Regions from separate parts of the Rattus norvegicus genome. Here region 1 is linked to region 2. The links are chromatin contacts, called in public Hi-C maps. All regions are on one chromosome and are shown on one strand. The core of a region is the stretch at or near the end of the contact, and the rest is flanking DNA. Distances in the headings are between cores, read along the strand shown. Region 1 has its middle 25 kb from the start of Slc22a16. Region 2 overlaps Cdk19 (cyclin-dependent kinase 19).

Region 1 (2,700 bases), core at 151-2,650, 150 kb before region 2:
ATATTTGATGCGAGGACCATGACGCTGGCTGATGTGTATCTTGCCACTATGCCTACATGGCCCGGGACATTCTGCATATACGGCCTCCACTCCCACGATTACGCCAGAGCCAAGTCCCTGAAGGATGTCCCACCACGATGCAAGATGCTCTGACACACAGTGTGGTTTTAGTGCACAGCTGCTCTCACAGAGAAGAGAAACGTTCCAAAGTCCAAGAAATGTGCAGTGAGAAAAAAATCGGGACAGAAGGAGGTGAGGTGGAAATCAGTCCCCACGGAGACCTGGGCCTCCTGAAAGGTGTGAGAGCTTACGTTTCGCAACCTCCGGTCTTCCATGTAAAAATCAGTTTAGAATCAAAGAACACTAAATAGCAGAGAGAGAGAGAGAGAGAGAGAGAGAGAGAGAGAGAGAGAGAGAGAGAGAGAGGAGAGAGAGAGAAAGACAGAGTTGAAAAGAAAGTCATTAGCTGTGTCTGAAAATCACCCACAATATGACACAGCGAGGCGAGAAGACAGAAAATGTGAAAGAAGGCTTAAGACCTGGAGCACAACGGGAGCTCTTCTTAATACATGCCCAACCTAGCATCCAGGAAAGAGGAGTGAGATCAGAGAAAAGGCGAGATTTGGACAAAGAAAAAAGATAAATGAGGGGGTTGGGGATTTAGCTCAGTGGTAGAGCGCTTGCCTAGCAAGTGCAAGGTCCTGGGTTCGGTCCCCAGCTCCGAAAAAAAAAAAAAAAAGATAAATGAGTTTCCAGAACTGATGTAGGCCACAGCTGCACGCACATCAGAAACTCCACTGACCGACATTGCCCCATGAACCTGTACGACGGACAGAGACGGTCATTTAAAACTGCAATGTCACCAAACTCAAAAGGAAGACGTTAAGGGAAATAAGAAAAGCAAGATCGATCTCCTGCAAAGAAAACAACTGGATTGTCAGCAGAACCCATTCAGATCCCAGAATCCTGTGTAAGGTGAGCTTCAATGTGAGAAGAGAGAGAGAGAAATGGGTGACACGCACCACGCCCAACCCCTTTTAAGAACGAGTAGAACACAATGAAATTTTTGAAGTAAACATTATGTACGGGCAAGAAAATGAGCGCTCCAAGGTAGTGCGAAGCTTAAGCTTCCTTTGGAACATACTCCAGGGATCTTTTTCTGAGAAAAACAGATTTAATAGGAGGTTAACATTCCCCGAGTTGACAGACAAAGACGGGCTTCTGCGCTCCCGACGCTGGGAACTCAGGAAGCAGCTGAGTGATTGGTGGTTTACAATGTCAGAGAGCAGTAATCACAATGAGCTCCCCACTCTCAATTACTTCCAGCATTGTCTGGCTGGGAGGCTATTCTTGAGAACTGAGATGTTTTTCTAAGCCATATTGTGTAGTTTCCACGTGCTCCGCCTGACTAATGCATTAGTCACAGGTTACAACATGAGAGACTCCATCCTTAACAACCCTGCTTCCCCAGTCCCACGGCCTCCATTCAATTCCCCCCAGCCTGTCTCCCAGACTACTTCTCCCCTTGGCAGAGCGTGAACTGCCTGCTTCTGGAAACCTTTAGCTCTGTCTTCTTTTTTTCCTCTCTCTCTCTCTTTTAATCTCCACATTCTGTCTTATGTAAACATTCACCATAGATCACCCATCCTTTGCTAGACTCCATTGTCTACGGTCAGATAGAGTGTGCCCCCAGCTGCCAAGAGAGCTGAGAGCAGGAGGCGCAAGAGGAAGCATGATGAGGATCTGAGGCAACGGGAGCAAAGAGATCGTAGGCTTTCTGTAGGGTGGGAGAGTGTGGACTAACCCAAGACATGTGGGAGAATGTGGGCTAACCCAAGACCCAAGAATCTGCATCAGCTTGGCAAACGAATGGAGCAGTGTGTGGCTGATGAGAACTGCAAAGGCTCAGGGGACAGTAGCTGCACTGTGGCATCCAGAGCCAGAGAATGTACACAAAGTCATGACAAGAGGTTAGCACGAAGGACAGACTGCACACAGGGCCCGACTGTGCCCAGGTCCCAAAGCAGCAGCATCAAGCCAATGACAGAACTAAAGGCAGAAGAGAAGGTAGACTCCTCCAGCTCACTGTACGCTGTATCTTCTGTCCTTTCTGCTGCTTCTGCGATTCTTGCGTATTTATTCACACAGAGGGGGCTATACTGAAAGCATGATAATCAGAATCAGAAGAACTGTGTACGACATTAACTTAACTTACAGACCACTGACCACGGAAAAGTTCCCTTTTTGACTCCTGACTATTTTATAGCTATAGGGGCTGGGAAAGGTCTTGAAAAGGAGTTTCAAGTTTAGACCACTGATGTCACAATTCTGTATAGTGACCACTGGGGCAAAGACAACATCAACAGGCTGTGCTATGCACAGTGCCCAAGTCCTAAGGCTTTGAGGACCCCAGCCACATTACATCTGATGTGGGAAAGGCACCTGACCCACATATTTACTTCTTTACTTATGTTGTGGTTTTACTGTGTCCCTCTATATGGCCTGGAACCCACTGTGTAGACCAGGCTGACCTTGAGCTTCCAGAGGTCTGCTTGTTTCCATCTCCTGAGTGCTGGGTTTAAAGGTATAGCCCAATACACCTGGCTTATCTTGTATTGGTTTGTCTTGAGACAGGGTCTTCCTGTATTGTTGAGGCTCAAATATCTGGGTTTCTGATTCAGTCCCCAAGTAGCTGGGACA
Region 2 (2,700 bases), core at 32-2,531:
GATTTCCAAAGGACATAAAACAATTACTCTAAACATCTAATAAAATTAAGCTAGAAAACAGCTATTCTAATGCTCATTCAGAATCTACTACAATTGACCTTGCTATGAACTCTATGCTTTGCAGTACATATATTGTTAAACATGTTAGCTGCTCAGATCTTTTATTAAGGCACGAATCTAAACCAAATGTGCTGATGCACAACGTTAATCTCAGCATTAAAGGGACAGAGGCACAAGCATCTCTGAGAATTAGAGTCCCACACAGTCTACCACAGAAAGTTCCAGGCCAGCCAGGTTTACACAGTGAGACCTGGTACCCTGCTTCCAACAAAAGTAAAGCTACTACACCTGAGAAGGCTGCCTCACTAGGTAGAAGTGGGGCCACACAAACATGCAAGAGTGAAGACCTGAGTGAGTTCAAATGCCCAGAAGTCTTATAAAAGCCTGACTATGTGCTATGTGACATCTGCGATCCCTGTGCGCCCACAGAGAAGTAGGAGACAAAGGCAGAAACTCTGCAGAACTCACAGACCACCAGGCTGGTGGATGGGCTGGAAAAGCAGGCAGGACGCCTGGTATCAACTGGAAAAGAGACTCTCAAACAGGGCGCCAGGCGAGAACCAGCACTCAGGATGCACGCTCACCCACACTCACACGCGGGGATGTGCAGCACGCGTGTGCCTATGCACAACTGTTAGAGGAATTGTTCCAGTACTGTGGAGAAGGTTCATAAAGTTACGTATTCATAAAAGTAGTATTTATAAGATTTGGCACATAGATGGCAAAATGATTCCCTTTTTTTTGGTCAAAGAAACATTGCCCAAGAAAGGTATATCAGAATTTCTGATCCTAATTTCATTATTTTCTTTAAAAGCCACTCATTAAAAAGGCCTCTATAAAAACGTATTTTACAAGTATGTGGGATGTGTTTGTTTCTCTACTAAAACAAGCACAAACTTGAGAAGAGCATATTAACAAGTTGGGAGGAGAGGTAGTTAGCATGCTGGAGACTAGCATTTCTGGCACATGGAACCTGACACAGAATGTCTATCCTCCAGTCATGAGTCATGGATTAGGCTGCCTCTATTTACTGTGAAGCAATCTTTCAGTAAAAGGAGCAGTAGGGAAGAATACAACATGAATAATGACTTGGACAAGTTCCCAGAAGAAACCACAGTGCAGCTAAGTCTGAGAAATGGCACAGTCATACTATACAATATACCAGTGTTCTCTCTTATTAATCACTCCCAAACTTAATGTCAGAGAAAGTGAAAGTCACTCTGCAGCTCTGTACAGTTTCCTGATCTTTGTTGCTCTGGTCTGTGGGTGTACACGCAAGCAAGCACACAAACGGCAGTGTGCAGTGGCAGTCAAAGGCCACCTGCCTCTCTCCCGCCACTGCACGGGTCCCAGGGATTAAAAGTCAGCAGTTATTGGCACCCAATGCTGCACCCACTGAGCTATCTTAGCAGCTCTCAAGTCTTTTCTTTCTTTCCAGACTTGAGTAATAATGAATAAAAATGCATCGTGGATGTGATCAAAGTGATCCAATTGTTGTATCCTTTAACACAGAAAGCTCTCACTTGATACATCCCACCCCAGCACACACACTGACAGACACCAAAAGGCAACACTCTTTACTTTCTGCTGAAAAGTCTACAACTTCCAACACTTGAGGTCCATACACAAACCCCTCCCGGAATCTCCCAACACAGCAGAGGCAAAGAGCAGAGTTTGTGTTACACTGCCCAAAACATAAAATGTCAAATGCCTATGGAAGTCTACGTATCTGCCAAGGAACTCAGACTTTAGCTCTGACAATGAGAAAATCAATGAAGTATCACTAATACACAGATCATCATTTATTTTACAACTGATTATGCAAAAAGAAAAGCCCAAAGGCAGACTGAGCTTGAATCACTGTACATACTTCAAAAAATGTCTGCTGCTGGAAAAACTAACCACACAAAAGTGTGGATTCCTATGAACTGAAACAACAACTGTTTTGTAATTATGTGAAAGAACCAATACATGCACGTGGAAAATAAAAGGTATTAAATAGAAAAATAAACCTCACAAAATAAAATATGGGGAATCCTGTAGTCCAGGGCATATTCTCTAAGAACCAGAAGTTATTGAACATATACGGGGAACATTTTAAAGCACACCTGGAAGGACGTAGACGCAGAGGAAGGGGGGAGAGGGAGGACTGTGGAGCTAAAGCTACTCCAAAGGCAGAGCTTAGTTTGGGCGGCAATGCTGGGATGAGTAAGGCATGCTAGGCAGGAAGGCCGAAATGAATTCTGGTCCAATACTGCAAAATCAAAATAACCATGGAACAGGACTTTCAGAAACCATTCCTATAAAATATTAAACACTTAATCAAGTAAAAGAATTGGATCTGTAATGTTGTTTCACTCTTCTCTAATAACAGGCATTTTTTAAAGGGATAACCCAGGATAAACTGGGCAGTAACCTGAGAATTGAGGTGAAGGCTGGAAGCTTTACATTCAAGGCCAATCTGAGCTACAAGTGAGACAGAGTCTCCAAAACCTGAGAGGAAGGAAACCTCCAAGACCTGTTTACTAGCTACTAGAAGAAGAATGTGACCCTTTATGTAACAGTGCTCAAAGTCTCACCAAAGAACAGGAAAGTGGAAGGAAGCTTTGTCTTAACACTGGCGCCCTCTCAGCCCGGTGC

Evidence for each region. Hi-C and Micro-C count contacts between places; a contact is called where the count stands out from the background.
Region 1: a Hi-C map of Schwann cells shows a contact between it and region 2, with 3 times the contacts expected there. The contact joins two enhancer-like sites. A contact is called at or near these places in 3 of 12 Hi-C or Micro-C datasets (Schwann cells, hepatocytes and mammary epithelial cells) and 1 of 1 datasets of contacts at active chromatin or transcription factors (oligodendrocytes).

What each region holds. Positions count from the first base shown.
Region 1 is chr20:45,500,426-45,503,125 of GRCr8, reverse strand. No RefSeq gene overlaps it. Among named protein-coding and RNA genes, the nearest start is that of Slc22a16, 25 kb to the left of the region's middle. Within about 2 kb of position 1,400, at least 44 of the 93 cell types and tissues checked have an H3K27ac peak or open chromatin away from gene starts, as enhancers often do. A contact at or near this core is called in Schwann cells, where this site is marked.
Region 2 is chr20:45,346,487-45,349,186 of GRCr8, reverse strand. All of the region lies in intron 1 of Cdk19 (cyclin-dependent kinase 19), which reads right to left. Among named protein-coding and RNA genes, the nearest start is that of Cdk19, 23 kb to the right of the region's middle. Within about 2 kb of position 1,281, at least 72 of the 93 cell types and tissues checked have an H3K27ac peak or open chromatin away from gene starts, as enhancers often do. A contact at or near this core is called in Schwann cells, where this site is marked.